5 separate regions of the Mus musculus genome follow, and regions 2, 3, 4 and 5 are each linked to region 1. A link is a contact called in public HiChIP or PLAC-seq data. All regions are on one chromosome and are shown on one strand. The core of a region is the stretch at or near the end of the contact, and the rest is flanking DNA. Distances in the headings are between cores, read along the strand shown. Region 1 overlaps Mn1 (meningioma 1). Region 2 has its middle 79 kb from the start of Gm30032. Region 3 overlaps Gm30032 (a long non-coding RNA gene). Region 4 has its middle 13 kb from the start of Gm30032. Region 5 has its middle 56 kb from the start of Gm36794.

The links. HiChIP or PLAC-seq counts read pairs in DNA pulled down with a chosen protein or histone mark.
Region 2: an H3K4me3 HiChIP or PLAC-seq map of embryonic forebrain shows a contact between it and region 1, with 7 times the contacts expected there. The contact joins two enhancer-like sites. A contact is called at or near these places in 8 of 115 datasets of contacts at active chromatin or transcription factors (SST interneurons, VIP interneurons, embryonic basal ganglia and 5 more) and 2 of 9 other capture datasets (embryonic stem cells and embryonic tail).
Region 3: a contact with region 1 is called in an H3K4me3 HiChIP or PLAC-seq map of embryonic forebrain, with 7 times the contacts expected there. The contact joins two enhancer-like sites. A contact is called at or near these places in 10 of 115 datasets of contacts at active chromatin or transcription factors (VIP interneurons, craniofacial prominence, embryonic basal ganglia and 6 more).
Region 4: an H3K4me3 HiChIP or PLAC-seq map of embryonic forebrain shows a contact between it and region 1, with 8 times the contacts expected there. The contact joins two enhancer-like sites. A contact is called at or near these places in 1 of 484 Hi-C or Micro-C datasets (bone marrow-derived macrophages) and 8 of 115 datasets of contacts at active chromatin or transcription factors (craniofacial prominence, embryonic basal ganglia, embryonic forebrain and 5 more).
Region 5: an H3K4me3 HiChIP or PLAC-seq map of embryonic forebrain shows a contact between it and region 1, with 6 times the contacts expected there. The contact joins two enhancer-like sites. A contact is called at or near these places in 1 of 484 Hi-C or Micro-C datasets (nephron progenitors) and 7 of 115 datasets of contacts at active chromatin or transcription factors (embryonic basal ganglia, embryonic forebrain, embryonic hindbrain and 4 more).

The regions. Positions count from the first base shown.
Region 1 is chr5:111,430,164-111,433,163 of GRCm38.p6, forward strand. The region is part of intron 2 of Mn1 (meningioma 1); the gene reads left to right. Among named protein-coding and RNA genes, the nearest start is that of Mn1, 14 kb to the left of the region's middle. Within about 2 kb of position 1,363, at least 13 of the 459 cell types and tissues checked have an H3K27ac peak or open chromatin away from gene starts, as enhancers often do. A contact at or near this core is called in SST interneurons and embryonic forebrain, where this site is marked.
Region 2 is chr5:112,040,255-112,043,133 of GRCm38.p6, forward strand. No RefSeq gene overlaps it. Among named protein-coding and RNA genes, the nearest start is that of Gm30032, 79 kb to the right of the region's middle. Within about 2 kb of position 1,262, at least 24 of the 459 cell types and tissues checked have an H3K27ac peak or open chromatin away from gene starts, as enhancers often do. A contact at or near this core is called in SST interneurons and embryonic forebrain, where this site is marked.
Region 3 is chr5:112,108,802-112,111,638 of GRCm38.p6, forward strand. It overlaps Gm30032 (a long non-coding RNA gene), which reads right to left. Exons shown (of 4, transcript XR_880589.2): 3 at 2,742-2,835. Among named protein-coding and RNA genes, the nearest start is that of Gm30032, 11 kb to the right of the region's middle. Within about 2 kb of position 1,575, at least 29 of the 459 cell types and tissues checked have an H3K27ac peak or open chromatin away from gene starts, as enhancers often do. A contact at or near this core is called in embryonic forebrain, where this site is marked.
Region 4 is chr5:112,132,506-112,135,569 of GRCm38.p6, forward strand. No RefSeq gene overlaps it. Among named protein-coding and RNA genes, the nearest start is that of Gm30032, 13 kb to the left of the region's middle. Within about 2 kb of position 1,381, at least 54 of the 459 cell types and tissues checked have an H3K27ac peak or open chromatin away from gene starts, as enhancers often do. A contact at or near this core is called in embryonic forebrain, where this site is marked.
Region 5 is chr5:112,000,882-112,003,733 of GRCm38.p6, forward strand. No RefSeq gene overlaps it. Among named protein-coding and RNA genes, the nearest start is that of Gm36794, 56 kb to the left of the region's middle. Within about 2 kb of position 1,475, at least 46 of the 459 cell types and tissues checked have an H3K27ac peak or open chromatin away from gene starts, as enhancers often do. A contact at or near this core is called in embryonic forebrain, where this site is marked.

The DNA of each region.
Region 1 (3,000 bases), core at 113-2,612:
GCCTGTCCGGTTGAAACTGGTTATCATTTTATCTCTGCAGCTGACTGTTGCATAGCTTGCTAGTGGCTGAGAGAAAGGCCAGGATTTGGCTTTTTTTTTTTTTTTTTTGAAGGGGGAGTGATTGCCTGATCCTTATGCTCCAGATATATCTAAATGATTCGGGATCTCTCTCTCTCTCTCTCTCTCCCTCTCCCTCTCCCTCTCCCTCTCCCTCTCCCTCTCCCTCTCCCTCTCCCTCTCCCTCTCCCTTCCCCCCTCTCTCTGTGTATGTGTGTACGTACATGCATGTATGTCCTTCTGAGCTAAGGCCTGAGAACTCTTACTAGGAAATGGAAAGATAATTTTCACTCCTCAAAGCTCAGACAAAGTTCTGGCCTTCATTCGGTGTGAGGTGGAGGCTCACTGATCTCGGTATTATCAGGTTTCGCTGAACTGGCTATACTGCTGGGCCTCTGGGAGAGGGCCCGTGAAGTTCCTCGTGTGTTTCAGTATTATTTGGCTTCGTTTAGTGATCGAGCATGTATTTTGTGTTTGAAGTGTGAGATGCATTTGTGAGCACGTGTGAGGTTAGAGGGGTCTGTGCGCACACGCACGGGCGCACACATGTGCACATGCATACATGCATGCATTAGTGAAGTAATCCAGTCATTGGTCACAGAAGAGAACCTCCACGCCCCCATCCCTTCACTGTCCCTTCACAGGAAGAGGGGACAGTGGCCTTTAGCTGTACACTTTTAGAGAAATGGTAGCTATTCCGTTGTACCCACTACCTGGGGCCTTGGAGGTAGGCATAGAACACAGCCTCTTCTGATGCCCCCATCCTGGGACTCTGGGATGTTCATGAGCATTAATTCCTAAAAGCCTGGGAGGCAAGTGTCATGACCCCCAAGCCTGGGGCATCTCACTGTGGTTTGGGGCCCCCTGCTCATCTCTCACTGTAATGAGCAGTAGGAATGGTGGTATATGGGCCTCTGTGTGTGTGTGTAACTTCAGAAATGTGTGGGTGCACTTCCAAAGAAGGAAGGGAAACCATGCCAGGGCCTCTTAAGCCAGAAGGAAGGAAGGAGATGGCAGACTGACCCAGAGTCTTTCTGAACACAGTCTCCACAGGGTGCATGTGTCACGTTGACGGTGGGCGCTTCAACCACTGCCCCTCTTTGTCTGTGGGCTCCTCATCCGTGCCTATCTCTGAGGTGGTGCTTGAAAACTCCACTTTCTGAAGCTACTGCCACCATAAAGCTCAATTAGGTGATGACAATTCTTGAGCAAACATCTTCCTGAGATGCCCCTGGGCCACCCCCCTTGCTTTGACTCTCCCATGTTTCCCTCCGAGGCCTCGTCTTTGCACAGCCAGACCCAGCCTGGGTGTTTTTGGCACTGCACCAACCTTCAGTGAACTTGAGGCTCTGAGGAAGCGGGCTTTTGGAAGGATGAGGACACGATTTCTTTTTTTATGTGGGTCTGTTAAACTCTAATGGACATCGGTGTCTGGCTTTAAATTTGGAGAGGGTCTTTATCTAACCCTTAAAACCGGAGTTATTTCCTGTAATTACAGCGCCCCATCTCCCTTGTTTGGGGTACTTTGGCAGGGTGGGGGCACACCGGCTACCTTTCTTAACTGTGACTATGACATTTTGAGCTCCTGGTTGGTAATAAGAATTTATGGGCCAGGACATGCCAGAAGACGGCAGCCAGAGGCACGATAGTGAGGGAGCCCCACGCCCTGCCTCTGCCATAGCCTTGCTTCTTTTTAATGAATTAATTTAGCTTCCCATACTTGGTATTCAGTAGTTATTTTGGGAATCCAAAGGAGAAAACTGGAGATTAAAAAAAAAAAAAAGACACTTTGAGAAAAAGAAAAAAGTGCTGTTTTTGAAGTTTGAGCCGACTTGACACAAGATGCCATGGGGGACGAACATGAAGCCAGAGGTGGCCCCGCTGCCGACCCCACTTCTCTCGTGGTGAGCTTTCCGTTGTTGTTGTTCCGAGTAGCAGGGTTCAGAACTGCCAGGAGGAACCTCTGTGTGGCATTAGGTGCTGCTGTCTGCATGCTGTAGGCTTCCACAGCTAGAGAAACGAGGTTTAGTGGGAAACAGCCGTCTTGCCACCTCACATCGCTGTTTTTGCTCCGTGTTTAAAAATAGTTTGTTTTGATGTTCTGAATTCCGTCTTACCCTTATTTGCTTGTTTGACGAGGACATGCGCACCGTCGTGCTGTACTGCGTGGATCCTGCACGGGCAGGGTTGGTTGGATGGTTGGAACCACACAACCAAAACTCAACAGGGATTTGGTGTGGCAGCTGGTGAGAGGGGCATTTGTTTTTGGTTTTAACTATGGCCTCCTGTCTTCCTCTGATTTCTCTCCTGCTCAGCAATATTTTGTTTCTTCCTTAAAAAAAAAAAAAGAGGATCCCAACCCTTTTGCTGAGTCCCCCCTCTGAATAGCATTTGAGGGGTTACAGTAATTTGAGGGCGATCTCAGCTCTCAGCCTGGGTGTCCCGGCACTAATGGTTAGCAGGGCCTATTACAAGAAGCAAAGTACATTGTAAATGGCTTATGCAGAAAAACCATTTAGATAAAAATGCAATTTTCCCCTTCTGCATGTAGTACTAAGAATTAATAGCATATTCCTTCTAAATGGGTATTTTCATATTATATTTTTTTCCCCCTAATGAAATTCTTCTCCCAAACAGGAGCAAGTTTCATTTGAACTTGGGGGTAGGATGGATGAGTGTGTTTGGGAGCAGGCAGATGCAGCCAGCACCCCAGCTCCCCGTGGCTGCAGGGGAACCCAGGGACTGACCATGCACGTGTAGGCCGAGACAGGCAGAGGGCTGCATCTGCCCCGGGTGGGTTTCCTTCCTTTTTTCTTGCTGTAGGCTTGGGGTGTTTTTGATGCATTGAGCAATTAGCCCCTGGGCCCTGGCTCTTCCCTTGAAAGTGGCCTCACCTCTCCAGCGTGGGGAGTTTCCATGATTCTCTCTGATTGTGTCTGCCTG
Region 2 (2,879 bases), core at 12-2,511, 610 kb after region 1:
CAGAAGGAGTAGAAGATGGAAGGAGCTCTGGCCAGTCCCTCCACATAGAAACAGCACCCCATTCAGTATGGCTATGTTACCACTGGCCTGTGATCGTTCAGAGTAGATCGTGGGGCATCTAAGATGCAGATGTTCTGATCTATCCAGGCTCCCTGAGGCTAGAGACGACTTTTGTGTTGGACAAAAGATAAAGAGCCAATCTAGAAAGCTCTATCTGGATGGGTTTTAGACCAGGGAGCATTCCTGCTCACTGTGGGTCCATTAGGGTAAGTGCAAGTGCTTAGTAGGTGGTCAGTAGCTGTAAATCTCCTTTCCCCTTTGCTCACAAACTCCTGAGGCTTCCAGCACCTGCCAGGTCTGTTTTCATGAAAGACCTGAGGCCATTGTTCAGTGCATCTTCCATGTCTGGCTTAGCCTTGTCTGCCTCCCCAGAGCATGCAGTGGGCCACTTGAGATCCCACTCCCTGGGGGGAACCCATGCCAGTATTTCCTTCCCCTATGGCTTCTAGCACAGGGTAAGAGCTCTAGAACTAAAGCTAGGATGGAAACTGCTCTCAAGCTGCTGTCATGTTTCCTTCACCAGATCCACAGACAGCTATTGGGTGCCTGCTGTTTTCAAGCAGGCTCCTACCCAGCTGGGCACAGGCTTGTGAGTGTCACACCCTCCCTTATAAGACTCACTGTCTGAAAGGCAGAGATGCCCATTCCCTGGACCCTCCTGCATCCCATCAAGAGCTTCAACATGGCTGGGCAAAGGATCCTTGGCCACGTGGGGGACATAGGGACACCTGGACATGTCCCAAGATGGGGAGTCAGGGGCTTGTCTCAGAGGCAGCTGGCAGCAGATGCTCAGTAAAGCCAGCACCCAAGTCTTTAAGATGAGATAAAACTTGGGAAAGATAAAGGGACTTGAAGGAAGATAAGGTCCAGAAGCTGGAAGGTGACTGTCCTCCAGGAATGACCAAGCTGGTTAGCTAAGGTGGTGGGGGCTGATACTCAGGCAACAGAGAACCCCCAAGTTTTCATCCAGGGAGAACCTGTCTCCAGAAGTCGTTTGAGATTCTGTGGGCTCTGAAACTCAGAGCTGATAGTCACAGTGTGGGCTGCTGAAGGCCTGTGCCACTGGAGAGACAGCTCTAGCCATTGGCCCAGAGGGTAGGGGAGGGGCCTCACCCTGCCCCCTCTGGCTGGGCCACCTAGGCATCTTCCTGCCAGCCTCCCCTCCCCCTCCTGCCAGCCAGCAGCCTTCTGGCTTGTGTAATTTGTGAAGAGCATTATGTAAATGGGCTTTATGCAAATCCGTCCTCTCTCCCAGCTCACAGGCTCCACTCGTGAACCCTAATTAACTTGCCAAAGCCTAATGCTGCCCGCTCTCCCACCAGCCCAGCCCCCAGTTGCACCCCAACCCAGAAGCATCCTGGTGGCCCAACCACACAGGTCTAACCTGCTTGCATTTCTGTGCTCTGGTGTCACCTGCCCTCAGCACACTGTGAGCCATAGGAGAAGGCATAGTTCATCTTGCTGATGAGGGATCCTCACAAACAGATAATAGAAATGCCTCTTGGGTTTTTTTCCCCCTTACCACTTTCTGCTTTGCTAGAAGCAAAGCCATCCTGGAGGTTGGCAGGATGTCTCTCTCTTGTCTTCCAGTCTTCCTTCTTGGACTATTTGGGAGACCAGCCTTCCACTTCCAGATTCTAAAGTCACTTTCAGTCTCAATAACCTTTATTCTTCATTCTCCAAACAGGCAGACAGCAAAGCTAGTGGGTGTGGCTTTGTCCAAACTCAGTCAAGCTGCGTTCAGTTCTTACTCTCTATTTGCAAACTCTAACTTGTTCCTTACCTGAACAGCCTGCCATCAGCTTCCTTGATTTCAGTGATGACCAAGCTGATATCCAGCCCCACCAGTAACAAGGTAGGGGTCATGGTGCAATGTGCACACAAGTGGCTTCTTTATGTGCCCCACACAACCCTGGTCTCTGCTCGGTACCCACCAGAGAGCCGCGAGTCTCAACAATGTTGTGCTTGCTCACATTCAAGTTCAGGACACAGTAAAATAAAGGCTTTTCTGGGAAACAGGGAGATGTCTCTGGAGCGACATAGGAACCCTCGGCTGTCTCCCCAAAGTGAAAGCAGTGGGAGAACTGTGAAGCTCAGGGATGATGCTGGCTCTGTGTTTGGAGCTTGATGCTGTGAACAGGCTCTTGAAAGATGCAGCCCATCGGGTGTCTGCGAGGATGTGCTCTGACTGTGGAGTCAGTACGCATCAATGTGCTCTGACAGTGGAGCCCGAGCCCATGGGGTGTCTGTGAGGATGTGTTCTGACTGTGGAGCTGGAACCCATCGGGTGTCAGCGAGGGTGTGCTCTGACTGTGGAGCCAGAACCCATCGATGCTCTCTGACTGTGGAGCTAGAGCCCACCAGGGTCTGTGAGGATGCGCTCAGACTGTAGAGCCAGGACACACAGAATCATCCATTCGTTCGTTCATTCAACCACCATTCATGCGGGAAGTGTTTATTATTGATAGTTTCTGATCCCACGGAGTCCCTGAAGACTTCTCTGCTGGCACAGGCAGGTAATGAACTTGTCACTGACTTTGAAAGACCAATCCCCAGATGTAAACATCCCTCTGAGGCCATGTTTGTCTTCTTACACCCAGAAAGGACCATGCATCTGAATGGGGGGGGGACTACAACGGAACCCCCCCCCCCCAGCTCAGCTTGTCCCTTAGTCTTTATGTATGAGAAACACACTGGTTGGTACTTACAGAGAAAGGCTCCCCATCCTGAAGGGCTTCCCAGGGACAGGTTTTGCAACATACATCAACACCAGACAGAGCCCACGGAAGTTACTAGGCTGGTGGCTCAGCTTGCAATTC
Region 3 (2,837 bases), core at 325-2,824, 680 kb after region 1:
CCAAATCATCTGGGAGAAGCAGTCACAGGTGTTCTGACTGACAACTAGGACCCAGGCCCCTCCCATGAACCCAGGCCCCTCCCACGGACCAGGCCCCTCCCACCCCAGGTGTGTGCTTAGGGAGACACCTGTCACTGCACTATGACTCTCTATCTAGGATCGGCTCCTAGCCTAAGACCGGTTATCAACTCACAGACACACAAAAATTCCTTTTGCTATAGAAAGGAACGTGTGCACAAAGTACTCAGGTATGAGGCATGGTCACCTCTGGGGAAGGTGGAGGTGACATTATCTAGGCCACAGCACCCACTCAGACTTGAGCAGCTGAGGCAGGAACAGCAGCTGGAGCCACACTGTGCCCTGGAACCCACCCCTGACTGGATGGCTTCCATGGCCAATAATACCGATGCTAGCCAGCCTGCCATGTGACAGGGACGTCATCACTCCTGTGTCCCAGCCAACAGTCTGATGACCTCAAATATCAAGCCTTCCCGATTGCCCGTTCCTGAGGGCAGGAGAACCCAACCCATCTGCGTCTTGATGAAGGAGTCATTGGGGTTCATAGGGTTCATAGCAATCCAAAAGCTTAACTGAGTCCCCAGACAACCACCAGGATGGTGACAGAAGAATCGTTCACTACACACATCTCACAAGACATCACTGAAACCTCAAAAAGCTCACACCAGTCGATATTCATTGCACCCAAACTACAGATGAGGAAACCGAGACTCGGTGAGTAGACATCACTGGCAGATTCTGATATCCACGCCAAGTCTCTGACACCAAAGGCTCTCCATCTCCCCAGCCCATCCTCAATTGGTCTACTCTGCTTTCCCTTCTGAGTTCCTACCACACATCCACGCCCACCTGCCACCCAGCCACCTGGCCATCACTGGTAGAGCCAGGATGGGCTGCTGAGTCAGGCTCTGCCTCTGTGTGTGACCTTAGGCAAGTCCATTCACCTCTCTGATTCTTCCTCAGTAGATAGGGAGTGTGAGCAGATCTGCTGAACACAGCTGGGAAGAGCAGGGAATCCTGGGATACCAGATGTTAGCATTTCTTCTAGGCTCCACCCCACAGTTACCTGGCAACAGCCAGGTGTGCTGGCCTCAGTATAAAAGGGGCTGCCTGCCCCCTCCTCAGCCTCTTACTCCCTTACTCCCATTCCCCTCCCCTCCCTTCTCTCTCCATGTTCACGGCCAGCCTCTACTACTCTCCCTCTCCCCCTTCCCTGACCCTTTCTCTCTACCTTTCTCTGTCTCTACTACCCCCTCAACTTCCCTCTCTGTGCCCTAAACTCTAATTCTATACTATGGTACCTCAGGGGAGAGGTGCACACCCACAGAGGCACCCACTTCCCCTGCACCATACCATGCCTCTACCAAACGTATCCCTGGGTTGCCTTTCTTTTTTATAAAACCCAACACCAGAGTCCCCAGGTCTACCCTGGGCCACTCTATGACCCCTCAAGTCTCCTGTCTGCAGCCCTCACTCTTCTGCCTCCCAGCTGATGAATCCAGAACCAGGTCTCATCTATCTGCAGTCCAGTTGTGTTAGGACTAATCTCGCCCCTTGTGGCGAACGGGGCCTCGCCCCAGGCATCACAGCAAACACATCCAGTGCCAGGAGGGTTTGATCATGGGAGAATGATGTCATTTGTCAGCGATGTCCGTCCGTGGTCCACGGCCCGATGCATTTGCATTCGGAGCTGGAAGCAGAAAGACCGGGTAAGATGCAGAGGAGGAAAGGGGGTCTGCCTCTGAGTGACTGGCATGAATTATTTCGACCTAACTTACTAATTAAGACCCTCATTAGCAGCCCAAATTTGTGATAGATAGGCAGAGGACCTGGCACAATGGTTTAATTTAATGATTCCTTGCATTTACTTTGTTAATCATCTTTAGTCTGATTTAATTTATGCCGATGTGACTGTCCTCATTTCTAATTAAGGCACTGATGGTGGGGACACCCGCCATCGCAGAAGAATTTCAATCAAGTCGCGCACAAAAGCAGATACCAGTGCTTACGACCTCCGAGATGGCAATTTGCAAAACCGGCTGCTTGTTGTTTTATTTCTGCCTGAAAGGTTGGGGAGGGTCTGGTCTTTGCCTGGGGCAGATGGTTCTCGCTAACCACAAACCTTTATAACCATCGATTTTTTTTTAAGGCTCTGAAGAAGAAAACAAACAAACAAACAAACAAACAAAACCTTAGCACTTAAGTAAACCTTTCCAGGATTTACACACAAGGGAGCAGGGTCCAGAGAGGTTGAGGGGCTGGCCCAAGGTCACACAGTAAGTTAGCAAGCTTGGGAGGAGATCGTTTTAGAAACACTCTCACATCACCCTCCAAACCCCATGACCACCCACTTGGCAGACACAGCCTGATGCCCACCCAACAAACACACACACACACACACACACACACACACACACACACACACATACCTGACAGCTGCTAAGAGCCTATGGCCTGCCTGGTACTGACTTTCAACTCCCTGTGAATTCTAAGCAGTCCATGGTCTGAGTGTACACCTGATGCATGGGGCTTTCTCATATCCATAAACCATCCACACAGGGCAGTGAAGGACCAGACCCCACCCTGCCAGTCAGGGACATGGGCTCCAGCAGCAGAAGGCTGCCTAAATTCTCACAGCCAAGAAGCGAAGTTTGAACCCAGTCCACATGACTCCAGAGCCCACCCTCACGGGTCACCACTGCATGTCGGCAGCGTTGACATACCTGCTATGGCCAGTGGGTACCAGACTCAGTGAGGTACCTCACCTGATAACCACACTTCCATCCCATCCTGTGCTGAAGGCTCCCAGTCCCAGCCCT
Region 4 (3,064 bases), core at 131-2,630, 700 kb after region 1:
ACTAGTTTTGCGCCCAGACATCCAGGTCCTCTGCACCCTTTGTCCAGAAATCTCTTCTCGGGCCTTTGTTCAAACTCCCCAAATGCCATGGGTGCTATAAAGACAGTTTTAGAAAAGTCGATTACAAAAAAAAAAAAGAAAACTTGATTACACCCACATGTCTGGGGACAGAAGGGAGGTGGCAGCATGAGCCCCAGCATGCCCAGTCTGGGCAGGAGGGCTGTTTCACTGACTGTATTCCTGGCATACAGGGAGGCCCAGAGCCACTAACTTCAATGTAGGCCCAGCACCCCACAGGACCACTCTGCACTCAAGGCTGCCTCTCTCCAGCCTACCTTGAGGCACAGTCTCTGTGAACTCCACTTCCTCATGGGAATCAATATAGGAATCATGAAGATGCCAGGGAACAAAACCCTTCACTCAAGGCCTGGCACACTGCCTGTGCCCAGCCATGGGTCAGTCTGCTGGGGACAAATCAGCCTGGGCTGTGAGCCCAGCTCCATGGTTTTCAGTTACTTAGCAACTTGGGGCAGGTGCCTGTCCCCCTTCCAACCTCAGTTTACCCCTTGTATTCTCCAAATACTCCCTCAGCCCATTGGTGTGGTATTCTATTCTGGGCCCTGGGCGGTTCCTCTCCTAACATTCCAGGCATTGCTGCTACTGTGTGACATATACACATACACACACATGCATGTGTACATACATATAACACATGTGCGTATGTGTAGACACATTACCAAAAAAAGACGATTACATACTTATAACACATGTGCATGTGTACATGCACATACACACACAAACATGTGTACACACACACAAACGTGTACACCAATAGGCACCCATACACACATGCATGTATACATACAGACACACAAACACACATGCACATAGCATGCGTACACATACAAGCACATGCATGTATACACACATACATACATATGTTCATACATACACACACATGCATGTATACATGCATACACACATGCATCCCTCTTCTGAGCCTCCCCTGTCACATTCTCCATCATAGGCCCATCCACAAACCCTTTTCAGTGTCCCCCGGGGACCGGCAGGTGGGAAATGTCATTTTGGATCCATTACTAGACCTCTAAGGCACTTGGGAACAATCAATTGCAAATTCAACTTCCATCTGAGAAGGAGGGGTCGGAGCACAGTCACCAAGGAGCCCTGGGCCTGTGCCCCAAGATGCAGGGTACAGCAGCCCCGGGGGCAGGACGGGGGCAGGTGCCACCACGCCATGTCTTTGGGTTTCCCTGCCTTGGCTGGTTTGAATAATTCATCGATGTTGAGTCTCCTGGGCACCACTGTGCTTGGTGAAAGCACGCCAGCCGCCGCTTGCCTGTTAAGAGGGCCCCCGCCTGCTGCCTTTTTCTGTTAATCAGGATTAATGAGTCAGTGAAGAAGCACACGGACCCTGGGCACAGACACTGGCAGCCAGCTCTCCGGGCACAGCAGGCCTCAGAAACAGCTCCCGCCTGGATGTCCTCGGGCAGTCTTCAGTGGCAGCCATCAGCCTGTGGATAACAAGCCCTCACCCAGCCTGCCAGACCCTAGGCCTCTCTGCTGGGCCCCTAGAGCTCTAGGGACAGGAAAGGAAGAGAGAGGGCCCCAGTGAATTGAGCTTGGCCCTGTGCCCTGGCAGCACGGATGGATAGGAGGGCAGGCTCTGCATCACACACAGTAGGGCCATGGAGACCCTCCCAGCCCTGAGCTGGTAAAGATTCTAAGATGCCAGCTTCCCATAAAAGACGGCTATGGAGACGCCAGAGCCCTCCCCTGTGCCTGGCTCCTTGACAGCTGTCACTCACGCAGAGTACAGGGTACAATGTCCTCTGCGTGTCGCTTGCTGACATGCCTTCCTTTCCAATCCCCTGCCTTGAAATGTTCAAACAAATGGACTCAGGTTACGCCACCAGTGTGTTAAGCGGCCTTGGGCAAGTAACTTAACGTCTCTGGGCCCCCATTACCTACCCAGGAAATGGAGGAAAGTTTGTTTTAAGTATTACTGAGCCAGATTTGGTGGCATAAACCTATGGTCATAGTCCTCAGGAGGCTGAGAAAGAAGAGGAGAATCACCAGCCAGCAGTTTGCTGAGTGCGGCCCAAGGCCAGCGTCTTTCCCAGTCGACAATGTCAAACACAGCTCCGCATGGCTCGTGCTGTCTGCTGCACCACCACTGTGTATGCCAGCGTGGTGGTGTGCAGAGCGGGGCCATGACACCTGGTGCTGGCTAACTGTGCCCTGTCACAGAGAGAGACCTATAGGGGAAGGGAACCAGGGTGTGGCAGATAGCAATACCACATCTATCAAATCCACCCTCAGAGCAAAGGCATGGAGCAAGGGTTTGATTTCCCATTTAAAGTCTGTAGTTGTTAGCTGTTTGTACTGTATCTTACCAAAGTGTCCTTCTGCACTGGATTGGAAATGTTTTACATGCCTACCAGTCCCTTAGCATAGCTAGCTTTGTCTGTGTGTATGGGGCAGGGTGTGTTGTGGATAAACTGGTGTGCACTGGAACCCAGGCACACAAACCCACTGGACTTTGGTTACAATGTTCTCTCTGACTCAAGGGCTGAGCTGGGACCTCAGAGTCTGTATTCACACATGGGCTGAGGTTGGCCCACATTCCATTGCCTGCCCTGCCTTGGTCTAACACAGCTCTACCACAAGAAAGTCTGCCTCCCAATTAACCCTGGGCAACGGAGACACCAGAGCCTCTAGACACATAGTTCGAACCCACACCCAAGCCAGAGGAAGGCTTAAGAGTCTCAGGCTCAATAGTATCCAACAGCCAATGCATAGACACCAGGCCCTGTGTGTGAGGCACTGGGATGCTCTGCCCTTGAAGGCACACATTTGGACTCTTCCCACATCTGAGCATAAGGCCAGGCAGAGTCAGGGTTCCACACACAGCAACATTGTTTCTCACACAGTTATACTTGGTCCTCGAGGCAAGTCTTCATGATAGAGGTGTAGCTGCTAGCTACTGCTGTGTAACAAAATGACCCAGTATCTGGCAGTATTAAGCAACATCTGTTTACTCATT
Region 5 (2,852 bases), core at 225-2,724, 570 kb after region 1:
TTCCTGGTACTGAGAAATGCAGAATTTTCATGAAAAATAAGACCTATCTACCCCTCCCCTATGCTTCAAGGATTTTTACCTGATGTTGAGTTGCATACATACATGTCTGGGGGATAAGGACCTAGATAAACAAGTCAGTCGATCTTTGTGGTTGGCGAAGGTGGTGCAAAACATGGAGTGAGTGGTCACCAGAGAGATATCCTCTGAGCTGATTAAGCAAGAGCTCAAAGAAGCTGGTTTCTTTATTAATGGTGACCAACCAGAGTGTGGAGGGCAGAATGGGTGGCTCCTCACTGACCCGTCTTCCCCCTCTGCTTTAACAGCTGAGCACAAGTCACTGTGAGCCTCCCACGGGTCAGCCAGGAAGAAAGGGTCTCTAGGGAACCATCCCCTTCTTGACTCTCAAACCCTTCCCCAGGTCTCACTGTGGCATTCTTAAGAGACCCAGGGGACTTAGACCAATCATGTCTCCTCTCTGATAGTCTAATTCCATACTAAAGAAAATAAAGACATAGACCTTCTATTAAAGAGGTCAATGTGTGTCATCCACACCAAATAAGTCTCTCCCTCGGCCAAAGCAGACATTACTAGTTGATCGCTGATTCCCACACACACACACACACACACACACCCCTACTATGACCAGGATGGGAAATTTCCATGCCTTCCTGGTACTGAGAAATGAAGAATTTGCATGAAAAATAAAACCTGTCTGCCCCTCCTCAAGGCACAATATGCTGTGAGGGTTTTTACCTGATGTCGAGTTGGAAAGAACCCCCATTCTCTATTTTGCCCTGCAACTCAGGTTGACCTCATTGTCTATTGTATCCCCAGTACAAGAATCCCCACAGAAGCCACCTCACTGTCCTCACAGTGTGAGTCTACATGCCAAGCCAGGGGCTCAGTGCACGCACGCGCGGTGTGCACACAGTGTATGGGCCACTCCACTCTCCCTCTCCCTCCCTCTCTCCTGCCTGGACACAATTATGTTAAAAGAGCAATTAGCGACCTCTTAAGCCTGATGGCCTACTCCCCCATTAATCTCTTGCAATTATAAACCCCAAATCTTCACAACAATTGGTCCCAGATGCCCACTAGAGGGAACGCTAATCGCCTCTTTCCCAGCTGAAACCAGCTGTTCGGCTTCAGTTTCTGGGTCAGGGAGAGAGATGAGAGGTCACACGTGGCCGAACGGTCAGATGCCGCCTGGGTGGAGATCCTGCAGAAGAGACACCCTTAGGGGCCTCGGGAGCACCCTGGGAAGGCATCTCTCTTTACTTTGGCTGCCTGCACACCCGGGTCTGCAGTCAGCCTGGGCCGGTATCTCCCCGCACTCCGAGCCACTCTGATTCCTCATTATGAACACACGCTAATTACTGCAGATAATTAGCTCTTCACAACCACCCGGCCGAGGCGCTCCAGACAAAGAGGCTCAGGAGGCTGTGGACATGGCTGGTCGCCTCCGGCCCACAGCCAGCACCAGAGCACCCTGCCAGCTGACCCTAGGTTTGGGGGAGGAGGCGTGAACTAAGGTGAAGGCCTAGGTCAATGGCGCTTAAGGCGCACAGCCCCTGCTGCTGCGGGCAGAACCGATTCAGACCTCAGCACTGCAGCTAATTAAATCAATATGAGATAATGAACGGCAATTAGAGGTCCAGCTAGGCACATCTTCTCTTGTAAATACTGTTTCTCTCCCAACGGGGAGCTCTTTCTTAATAATCTGTTTGTGTTTCATTTCCAGGAACTGTAATTCCCCTAAGAAGCTCCTGGGGAAGTGATTTGTTTGTCTGTATAACCACGAAACCCGTTCCTCTGGACTCGCCTGCCACTGCCTCTGCACATACATGATCGGCTTCTTACTATTTTAGGTTTCTTTTGGTTTGTTTTAATTTCTGACCTGTCCAGGGAGCCCATGCAGAGGTCTCAGCCCTCAAAGAAAACACCAATAAATCCCTGAAAGGGGTGGGGGGGGGGCAGGGGGAAAGGTCACAGGGCCGAGGACTCCCATTACATGGAGGGGAAAACTGAGGTAAGGCAACCACAAGAGTGATGAGCCAGTCAGGTAGTCTCCTCTGCCATTCAGACTCTCACCCCACCCCCACCTGGTACCCGGGGTCATGATAAGAAGCCTTCTGCCCTCCAGGAGCTAACAAATTTGTCTAGCAAGACAGACTAAGGCACATAACAATTAGAGAGCAATTAGGCACCTAATTGTGTGGTACCAATAAGCTCGGGGTTCAGTGAGGGTTCGGGGACTAGGGAGAAACAGCAGCATCAGGGCCCGGGCCTCTTCGTTTTCAGTGTTTCCCATCAGACCCTGCTTTCTGAGTCCTGGGTTTTTATTTCTTCACTTAGGGGTTCCATGGTACCCTAAAGTCAATGTGTCTAAAGCAGCCTCACGGCCACCCCACCCCCGCCTAACTGCTCCTGCTCCTCAGCTCATTTCCCTTAGAGAATTAGCCACGCCCACAGCAGAGCTGAAATCAGGCATAAAGAATGGAACTGTGCCCTTTGCAGGAAAATGCATGGGGAATCGACATCATTGCGTTAAGTGGGATAAGCCTGCTCAGAAGGACAAATGCTGCAGAGACATCGAATTTTAATGTGTGTGTGTGCCTCTGTGTGTGTGTGTGCCTGTGTGTATGTATATATGTGTGTGTGCCTCTGTGTGTGTATATAAATATATATGTGTGTGTATGCATATATGTGTGTGTATGCATATATGTGTGTGCCTCTGTGTGTATATAAATATATGTGTGTGCCTCTGTGTGTGTGTGTGCCTGTGTGTGTATATAAATATATGTGTGTGTGCCTGTGTGTGTATATATGTGTATGTGTGTATGTATGCCTCT